2 separate regions of the Mus musculus genome follow, and region 1 is linked to region 2. Evidence: chromatin contacts called from public HiChIP or PLAC-seq data. All regions are on one chromosome and are shown on one strand. Each heading gives the region's core, a stretch centred on a gene start, on an enhancer-like site or on the middle of the called end of the contact. The rest is flanking DNA. Distances are from core to core; before and after follow the strand shown. Region 1 has its middle 9.6 kb from the start of Gm35533. Region 2 has its middle 51 kb from the start of Gm35437.

The links. HiChIP or PLAC-seq counts read pairs in DNA pulled down with a chosen protein or histone mark.
Region 1: a FOXA1 HiChIP or PLAC-seq map of pancreatic cancer cells shows a contact between it and region 2. The contact joins two enhancer-like sites. A contact is called at or near these places in 2 of 39 promoter capture datasets (cranial neural crest and maxillary cranial neural crest), 1 of 15 datasets of contacts at CTCF or cohesin (the NIH/3T3 cell line), 2 of 484 Hi-C or Micro-C datasets (extraembryonic endoderm stem cells and uterus), 4 of 115 datasets of contacts at active chromatin or transcription factors (bone marrow-derived macrophages, embryonic stem cells and pancreatic cancer cells) and 1 of 9 other capture datasets (embryonic stem cells).

Annotation. Positions count from the first base shown.
Region 1 is chr10:100,151,130-100,156,405 of GRCm38.p6, reverse strand. No RefSeq gene overlaps it. Among named protein-coding and RNA genes, the nearest start is that of Gm35533, 9.6 kb to the right of the region's middle. Within about 2 kb of position 3,360, at least 16 of the 459 cell types and tissues checked have an H3K27ac peak or open chromatin away from gene starts, as enhancers often do. A contact at or near this core is called in pancreatic cancer cells, where this site is marked.
Region 2 is chr10:99,848,954-99,854,329 of GRCm38.p6, reverse strand. No RefSeq gene overlaps it. Among named protein-coding and RNA genes, the nearest start is that of Gm35437, 51 kb to the left of the region's middle. Within about 2 kb of position 1,514, at least 2 of the 459 cell types and tissues checked have an H3K27ac peak or open chromatin away from gene starts, as enhancers often do. A contact at or near this core is called in pancreatic cancer cells, where this site is marked.

The DNA of each region.
Region 1 (5,276 bases), core at 2,111-4,610, 300 kb before region 2:
GCAGAATGGTGCTTGCTGTCCTTATTCTACCTCCAAAAGCATGAACAGGCTCTAAACGCTTTTATTTTTGCACATGTTCGCCCGTGAAAATCATCCAGTCGGACTGTTCTAGATTATGAGACAATAATCCAGCCATGCAAAGCCAGGAGAGACGATGTTTCAGGTCTCCAGCTGCCACATGGGTGAGAAGTCTTGCTCTGCCTCCATTAAAGTCCTTACTCACTTAAAGGAGCTTCAGAGCCCTGAATGGATCTAAACCACAGGCAACCAGAAATGAAGAGGCTCTAAAAAGTGAAAGCCTGAGGAAGTTCAGATTGAACCTATAATTATAAATAGAAAATGACTGTGGTTTGTTCCTATTTTATTTTATTTTTGTAATGTTCTAAATTTCCCCAGTGATATGAATAACTACATTAGTTTATGCCATGACTTTGGCTGAAGGAAATTGATGCAAAACCATAGTAAGTTAATAAAAATTTTAGCCACCAGACATAACACAAAATCATAAGTTAATAAAAATTTTAGCCAGAACTCTATCTTCCCCTTGAGACAAGCTGTGATCTGTGGTCTATCAGGACGCATGCACTAGAATAAGATATGAGTGGACTGGGAGATCTTCAATGAAATGCCTGCCTTCTTCCAAGTAACTTTTATCCAAAGCCCAACACAGTATTGGCCTTGTTTCCCAGTACATTCACACAATAAAACAAGGAACACCAATAGAAAGCAGATGTTCATCTGACCAAACCATTATTTGTTCCTTGTCCCAGAAACTCACGCATAGTGTTAAACTAGAATTATAATTTATTATTCAGATAGTTTTATTTGGTGTGCAAGCCACATGGCCTTCTGTCCTGCAGGCTGCTCTGCAATGTGACTTTTCTTTTTTCTCATCAGACTTGTGTAGTCTTAGGTGGTCTTGAGACCTTTGTGACTTTCAATCCTATTCCTGTCAGTTTCAGAACAGCTCTTGATTTTGTCCTATAGATTGCCAGCTTCAATGTAAGGAAGTCAGAGTTACCCAGTTAAGAAGCAACAATAAAAGCCAGTCCTTGCAGAATTAAAGCCCATATGGAAAGCACGGGGCATTCTAAAGAACAGCTAACATCAAGACTAGTGGTGCTTGAATAATCCTAAAGAGGTGATTTCTACAACCCCTTCTAGGGCTAAAGAGTGTCATGCAAGTGGAGGTGGAGAGAATGTAAGACCTGGAAGGCTGAAAAATGCCATCTTCTGAACATGACACAACATTGTAACTAGGAACTCACAATTAGTTATGATTACCTTTTCAAAGCCTGCATAAGAATGGGTTCGTCATTAGTCACCCGTGGGCAGGAGAGAGATGCAGGATGTCCTACCCGTACTTCTGAGCTATTGACCATTGACAGATCTTGGGAGAGGGCGATCATTGGTTTAACCTGGGTACCCACTGGTGAGGTAATCCAGTTCCAATAGTTAGTTCCAAACCTAGGTTCACACACATAGCCCAGGTTAAATCCAATGGACCACAAAACAAAAAGTAGGGCATGAATCTGAGAAAAGTGGGGAGACCTTGTAAGGAAGAGGGAGTATTAAAATATCCAGGTGAAATATTCAGGCTATATCATAGGAAAACCAAAATCCTTGATTAATAGCCTTATTATTCTGTTCTTGACAAAACAGTTGAAAATTAACCAGCATCCTTTGGAGTTAAGGCAGAAAACACCAGGTCAAGTTTATATAGCTCTAGTTTTGCCATGGTAACCAACCCACTTGAAGGCACCCCATCCCTGAGTCCACTGCTGCACTGTGTCAGCTATCTTGTTAGAAAAGACACCATGAGTTTTCCCATAGTCTGCAGTAGTTTATCTGACTAACAGTTCTTTTCTAAAGTTCTAATGTAATGCCCAGATGACCTCTAACACAGATGAAAAGGGGACAAAGGCATGCTCCCTGATAATGTCTGTTTTGTTTGTCAGTAAGAGACACCGATCTCCTTCCTGTGCTCACCCATGTCTTCCTTCCGATACTATGATGGAATCTTTTGGTTATAGTGTATAGTGAGCATTTCAGTCTAGTTAGGTGGCAGAAGGCATGACCACAGCAGGGTGGTGAAGAGGTTTGACTTCACAGGATTCTACCTTGCTGGCATTATTTTATGGTTTGCTTTGTAGCAAACTTCTCAAGAGTCCTACATTTCAGGTCTCTTGTTTCAATATGATTTGAATATCATAAATTTAACGTTGACTTTTATTATAATGAGATAATACTTGCTTCTGGGATTTTGCATGATCCATTTTGATTTTTGTGGTCTGGGAATTGAAGCAAAGGTTTTGCATACTTTTTAAATTTTATTTTAAGTTGCTTAAAGTATTTAATTCTCTGTCTCGCTCTTTGCCTGTTTATCCGTCTCCCTTTCCTCTCTGCGTCTTTGTTTGTGTCTGTGTCTCCTCCCCCCACTCACGTGTGTGCACATGTACCCACACCTGTGTGTGCATGTGCATTCAAAACTGTTAAAATGAACAACGCCTTCATCACTATATTTCTTAAATCACGTTTTATATCCACTCTCTCCAGGACTTTCTAGCTATTCACTTCCCAGAAGCCACTGAAGTTTAGTATTTGAATTGACTTTTTGCTTCAATACCTAATGGACTTACAGTCACTTAACAAATTATGATTGCATTTCTACTGAAAATGAGGTCTAGGATAGAGGCTTGGAAACAATATGTTAGGAAAATACAATCTACACATTGACTCATACCTATAATTCTAGTATTTAGGAAAACAAGCAGGGAAATTGCTAAGTTCCAAGTTATCCTGTGCTATAATGACTAATCTTGTATCAAAAATTATAACTAAACCGAACAGCATTTGGTATGACTCATCCCCGCAAATGCCTAACATCTTATTCAAAGGAGAAAGTGCCTTGTTCAGACTCTGCTCATCCCATGCGGAAGAGCTGCTCAGGGTCATTGTTTTCCTCTGTGCATTTGTGTAAATACTTAGAAACATTCTCTACACAATAAACCTTCAATGATGTGTTCTTGATTGCTTCTAGATACTCTTAGCCCCTGGGAAGTGCATGTTACCAGTGGTTGGATTGTAGGTCAATGAATTTAACTAATGGGGTCTCTCTCCCTTCACTTAGGCATACAGCATTTGAAAAACAATTTTTTTTTAGAACAAAAAGACATAAATGCATTATTCTTACTTATACAAAATTATAGTTTTTGTTTTGTGGTGGTATCATAACCAACTATGCTGAAATCATTAGTCATCTGCACACTTTAAGATCTGAGCACTTTAGGGAAGAGCGAAGGCCCAGTAGGTAAAGGTGCCTGACAACTTTGAGTTCAATCTCTGGTTCCCACAAGGTGGCAGAAGAGAACAGAATCCCAAGATTTCTCTGCCGTCCATACATTACACATGCTGCATACACCGCAGACATGCATAGGCATGAGTGTACAAGTGTGTGCAGGTGGATTTCCATGCACATCCACACAACGAACAGGCCATCTTCAAGTGAATTAATAAACAACTAAATGTACATTTGCTAGTAGTTTACTGATGGAAGTTGTTCGGTGCAAACTTATTTTAAAACAGGAGTTAAAAGTGTTCACAGTCCTCCATTAATCATGTGCCTGTACGAAGCTGAATTTCCATCTTCAGTGATTTTGCTTTTATTAATATTGTGATTACTAAATGAGTAATCCCCAGTGTGCTCTGTTATATGTTTGCTATATTGAACAAAGGGTTATTGTTCACAACCATTTGATTTTCCATTTTTATTTACCATTGTTTGCTTTTAGATGAGCAATGCCTCGTCCCTGGAAACCAAGCTCTTTGAGGAATGGGGACAGGGAGGGATTTATATTTATTTTATCCTGTGTTCCGAGTCTAACAATAGTATGTCTCCATTGTAATTTATCAGAGGGATTTTTCAGAAAATAGTTCAACTGAATCACAGGTTAATGAATAAACAGTTCTTCTGAGCTTCCAGCCTTTATATCACAAAGCATCTGAAAATAAAGGAAAGGTCTGTGAAGTTTTTCTATGCTGGTAAGCGGATGAATCATTTTATCATGCGACTGATAAGTTTTTATGTAGTGATTGGCCCATCTTATCTTGTGTTTTAGAATAAACAGAATTACAAGAAAGCATGAGTATATACATATTAAACTAAAAAGATGCTTTGCTATAAAACTTCCATTCTTCACACATACATAATACAAAATAGTGTATCTATCTTTAAAAGAAAGATCAAATCCAAAGCAAATCTTTGAGGAAGAATGAAATACTTAAGTATTTTAATTGTAAGTCATTCTTTGTCTAAGGAGTTCTACCTAGGGTTGTGACTCATTTCGATTACTGTGATAAAGCAGAATGACAAAAAATGTACCTTATGGAGGAAAGGATTTATTTCTATTTGTAGTTGTAGTCCCTCAGTCAGGGAAGTCAGGACAGAAACTCAAGAAAAGCAGGAGTCTGGAGGCAGAAGCTGATACAGAAGCCAAGTCTTGCTCACCCTGCTTTCTTGCAGCATCCAGAACCATCAGCTCAAGGGTCCTACCCACAGGAGGTTGAACTCCCCTCTCCTCACATGGACCACTTGCTAAGAAAAGGTCCCTTTAGATATTATCAAGAGACACAACCTCACAGTAAATTCCACTTGCAATCTTTTCTCTCCCTTCCCCCACAGTGTTCACTGAGCACGAGGTAGGGAATTGGTTTTTGGATCCATTAGGACTGAGCCCCAGACCTCTGCATTTTGATTGATGATAGCTTCTGTAGTGGTCTCAATCCATTACAAAGAGTTCTCTTGCTGGGGATTGAAGACTACACTAATCTGTGGATATAAGGGCACATGTTTTATAGACTGTTAAGAATTATGCTGGTCTAGTAGATGAGGGGCTACAGATTCATCTCTGCTAACAATGATTTGGCTAGTTGTGAATAATTAAGTAGCCACCCAATACCATGCGTAGTTTCCCTCTTGTTGAGAGGGTGTTATATCCGATTAGAGAGTTGTTGGTTATTGCTAAGGTACGTGTGCCACTACTGCATCGTTAAGGTTATTGTGCCATGATGGTCATTAATGCAATTTATAATCATCATAGTTGGGTAGAACTGGGAGTCGTTTCCCTCCTTTGGGAGCTTACATGGCACTTTCTGGTACCATAAAAGCTCATTGTCAGGGATGATGCATTTATGTCAGTTCCAGCTCAGGGGTCCTCGAGCCTTATTTCCGTAGTCCATGGTGTCTTCAGAAATAGAAACTTACCCTTCACTCTTCA
Region 2 (5,376 bases), core at 265-2,764:
CGAGAAAGCAGAAGTCTTTCTGGTTTCTTCAAATGAAGTACTCTTTTTTTATTTCTAACCCTTTATAAACATACAATCTGTCAATCTGTCACATATATTACAGATATCTAATACATGGGTTGCCTTTGATTTTTTGATTGCTTTGTGAAACTAGTCATTGAACAGAAGGCACACATGCTTGACCACTGAGCCATGAGCTGTTATTTTTATTTTTGGTACACACACACACACACACAAACGTATCACTCATACATATGTGTGTGTGTGTATGCATGCATGTATTTAATACGTATTTAATTCTTTTACATGGAACCCAGCAACATGTCTTTGTTCCCTCCTAGATAACATGTATCAGTTTTTCTTGAGACAGATCAACTTTCCATTAGGACCTGACCAAAGATATACTTCTTGTGATTTCCTACTTTAGACCCTAACACTTCAAAATTACGACTACATTCAGTTTTGGGTGTTAGATTATCTCGGCTGATAAAATGAGCCAATTCAAGCAAAATTAAAGTATAAAAGTAGGTTTATTGGGGGCATCCTTTGGGCAGGACCACTGGTCCCAAGGAATGAAGCTAGGGAACTCACTATGTAGAGAGAGATGTAAGAGGGGGAAGAGAAAAGGAGAAAGAGGGAAGGATTAAGGGAAGGAGGTAGAGAGGGGGAGATAAGGGAGAGAGAGAGAGAGAGAGAGAGAGAGAGAGAGAGAGAGAGAGAGAGAGAGAGAGAGAGAGAGAGAGAGAGAAGGAAAGAGAGAGAAGAACCAAAATGCCTGGATTCTATAGAAAAGAACCTCTGGGTGAGCAAAAGCCCAGCCCCTGGGCTGGGAGTTCAGCATAGAGGGCAGGGTATGCCAGCCATGCCCTGTAACAGGTAGAAACTGAGGGATGCTGGGAGAACCTGGAGACCAGATCTGCTTTTATGTTAAATATGCACCTCAGCCACTTGTCCTAGGCCTAACCCAACATCCCAGCTTTTTGTTGATAAACATGAAAAAAAAAAAAGGGCAATGTAATCTTCTATGACTACTTCCAGCTGACACAGAGGCATCATTATTGGGGGTCCAAAGGCTGGATTGTTGGCTAGGTCCTGGAAACCAGGCTGCCGTCCAAAGTCTGTAGGACCATCTGGGGCTAGGGACATGAAGGGCCAGTTGAAGCAAACTGGACCAGAGCTGCAGTGAGTAGCCACTTCAGAGCTGTCCTGGATGCAGAATTTGAGGAAACACCTGAACTTGGCAGGATGCTGTAACAAACAGAAAATAAAGTTAAGCAGTTTGGGGGAAAATGTTTTCTGAGTGTAGATGTCAAACTTTTAGGCATGTGGTCTTAGAAGTTGGGGTGGGTGAAGCACCAAAACCAGGGAACAGAAGCAGGGATCCCACCCTTAAGGATAGGCAGGTGAGGACACAGATTGTACTTTCCTGGGCCACCCCCTTGTTCATGATGCCCACGTAGTCGTCTGTGACCTTTCAGTGTGTAGACTCTAGTACTCTAAGCTTGTCCCATGCCTGTTGTTGACATTCAAGCCATTCATAACTCAGTCATAGCTGATTGCTCCTTAGAGTCTTTTATAGATAGTATTTATATTTGCCCTTGATAGCTTGTCTTTCCCACAACTCTGTCTGTGGAGGTTAACTTTCAGATTTAATTATCTAAGATATGGCTTTCTGAGGAAGGATTCCTGCTTCCTGTGTCAGCCACTTCCATGCTCAATCCTATCTCAGATATTTGTTGTGTGTTTTTTTTACTTGCCAAGGTTTTAAAAATAACCTCAAAAAAACATTTTCACTGTATTTTTAGAAGAGAAATGATTCTCACTTCACTTTTAAGATTCTACACTAGGATAGACAGCACACAAGGCAGAAATAGAATCTACTTCTGCTCATTCTTGACTATTAGTACATAGCGTACTGCCTGACCCACAATAACTTTCTGAAAAGGACTCCATAATTGAACCATATACTTGCTATTCTCTTGATTTACAATTTCCAAGCAAGCTGTGGTCCATTTTGAGAAATATAACTTGAATAGGAAATCCGTTCTGGGCATCGCCTTTAGATTTTATGCATACATTCTTCTCAGAAGTACGTCCTAATGGTTATCACATGCTGGTTGACTTTTCACGCAGCAAGAATGTTCTTTATGTTCATGTTTGTCTTCTTTAAGGGCCACAGTTGTGACTCATTTGTTTAATACTGTCAGAACCTAATAAACAGTAAGCATACAGAAACTATTTTAATTAACTAATCAATAAATTCCTAGCTTCTCGGTCATAACAGTCAGCTGATACCCATTTCATCTTAAGTAAACGAAGCAGAAGATTGACACTTAACAGGGATAATGGACGCCCTGGGTTTACTTGCAATTTCTGCTTAAGCAAGAGGATGGCTAACTTCTGTGAGACTCAGCTTCCTTATTTATCATACAGTGAAAGTCCAAGTAAAGGCAATTCTCATTTCCTTTAGGAAGCCTTTTTAAAACATCAGTTAATCAGCAGACATAAAGAGGACAAAATGGAGGATTGATTTTCTACATATGTGATGTGCTTCAGCTTTTTAAACTATTTTTTTTTACTATTTTAGCTGGATTATTATTTTAAATGTCTTTAATTCTAAAGAAAATTTGGGGAATTTATTGCTAATTGATTCCATTTTGAGAATGCTGGGATTGAGAAAAATAAAGATTTCTAGTTTCCAATCTGTCTTGTAAGAAATTTAGACGATGCTATTCCATTCAGAAACAAGTAAAAATTTGGCACAACTGAAAGACAAATGACTTGTTATTGTTACAAAGAAGTGAGATCACTGAATAGATGGCTACGTCAGATTTGAGACGCAAACAGGCCAATATGGAGTCACTACTTACCCTGAATAGAGAACGAGGAAGGTCTGAACTGAAACTGATGTGTTACAGGTGGTACACACCTTCAGTGGCAACCACTACAAAAACTCCATTGGATCCATGGGGAGTTAAGAGATTCCAAGGTACTCAGTCATGGTGGACCCTTAGACTTTTGTAGACTTTACCTCCTGGAGTTCTGTGAGGACTTCACAGTAAATATCAAAGTTAAATCCCCCTCTTCCCAGCAGGAAGAGAAGGAAAAAGATACCATCCCTAAATGCACCGAAGTATTCTGTCCTTAACAAGGTCTGCTCTCAAGAGAAACCATTTATCAAGATCATAAACATCTGGGGAACAGATACTGGCACACTCAATTGCAGCTGGCATTCACATGGAGGCCAGAAAATACCCAGGCTCCACCAGGGTTCCAAGTGGAAGAAGAGACATAGAAAACTCTGCTACCTCCCATCATCCAGGAGGTAACTGAGAGGCAACTGCAAAGCTTACAGAGACTCGGGCTCACTAAGAAACTGAGACCTGGTCATAGGGTTGTAGAATGTGTCTACTACTTTAACATGCTGCTACCATGCAGTTAATGGTCTTTCTATATAATTTTTCCTACTTTGTATGTCATGTCCAGTTATCAAGAAAAATGTTACAAAGCAAACAAAATAGCAAAACTAATCATAGACAGAGTAAATATCTGAACCTCACTCAGGTATCAACTGAGTTGCTATCGGAGGTATGAAACCCCTGTGATTACTATGCTAAGACCTCCAATGGATAAAGTAGACTGCATACAAGGACAGGTAATCAGCAGAAGAAAGATGCAGAAAGATGCAAAACTCCCAAAGACTGAAAAGCACATAACAGAAATGAAGAACTCTTGCAGTATATAGTGGACTAGACACAATGGAAAAAATCTGAGCAGAGGAGAGTCCGAAAGAAACCTTGAAAACTGAAAGTGAGAAATAACAAAGATGAGAATAAACTTCAAAGCAGAGTATCCTCAAAGTGGAGGACATCTGTTAATGAGAGAATGTACACAAAATGGAGATACAAGGAGGAGAAAGAAATGAACAGGAGGAATAATTGAAGCAACGATAATTGAAACAGTCCTCAAATTAATGTTGGAAACCATATCACAGGTTTGGAATGCCTAAGAAACACAAGCTAGATTAATGGCATGATTCCCACATCTATGCATACATTTATCACCTTGTAGAGATCAAATGCTGAAAGGCAGACTTTAAAGCCCCCCTTTTATCTATACAAGAGCAAAAAGTAAAATGTTCTTTTAAATTTTTACTAGAAACTATATGATATGAGTATGACCTTTAAACTAATGCAAGAAGATAGGCCCATGAACTTCAGTACTCTACAAAATCATCCTCAAAAATCAAAGGAGAAATATGGACTTTCTAAGGAAAATAAAAATCTAGTGAATTGTAAGGAATGTTCAGATGTGGATCAAGGGATGAGAAGTGGTGGGTCTCAAACTTGGATCTGCATAGAAACAGAAGAGCAGCAGGTGAGGGAGATGTGAAAGTTAGACAAAGCCTTTTCTCATACTCTTAATTGATTAGCAGATAAATAAGATGTTGAAAATGAAAAGAGCAACCGTGTACCTAATTATACATCTATATACTTCAGTACAAGTAAATGAATGATGGCCAGGGTATGAGGAAAACAAGGAAGAGATTGATGTTATTTTGTATTATAAAGTAGTTATATTACCTGCAACATCATATGGCATTGTTTGTTTACTTATTTATGAACACATGTTTGCATGTGCACATGTGCACACTCGCACACATTTATGTGAGGGTCAGAAGACAAAACTCAGCAGTTAGTTGTCTCCTTCCAACAAGTGGGTTTCACGAATCAAGCTGAAGTTGCTAGGCTTGGCAGAAAGAACTTTTCCCCACACCATCATGCAGGTCCTTTTTAACATTACTTGGAAGGGAAACTATTTGTGAATTCATTTTACAAACTTTAAAGCAACAACTAAAACTGGTAATAAATAAATACTCCAAAGATACAGCTAAAATGATTAGAAAAAAAACAGAGGAAACGAAATAACACAAATTTTAAAGTAATATCATAAAGGTCAGAGTCAAGGTGGAAGACAATACTAGATGCAAAGGAGCCTGAAGAGATGGATGAGTCGTTAAGAGCTCATAGAGCCCTTAAAGGGAACCCAGTTTCAGTTCCCAGCATCCAAGTCTGATGGCTCACAAATGTCAGTAACTCTAGATCCAGATAATCTGACACCTCTGGCCAGCCATAGTTAACTGTACTTAAGTACACAGCCTGACATTTAGCAAAACACACATACACATAAAACAACAACAACACAGAAACATAGGATAATAGAAGAAATGTTACCTTATGAAATATGTATCGATATAACTGTATCAGCTATCACTTTGAATTACAATGATCTAAATGTACTGATTAAAAGGCTGATATCTTTGTTTCTGAAGGAGGGTCATAAATGAAAACAAACCAGTATGTTGTCTACAAGAAG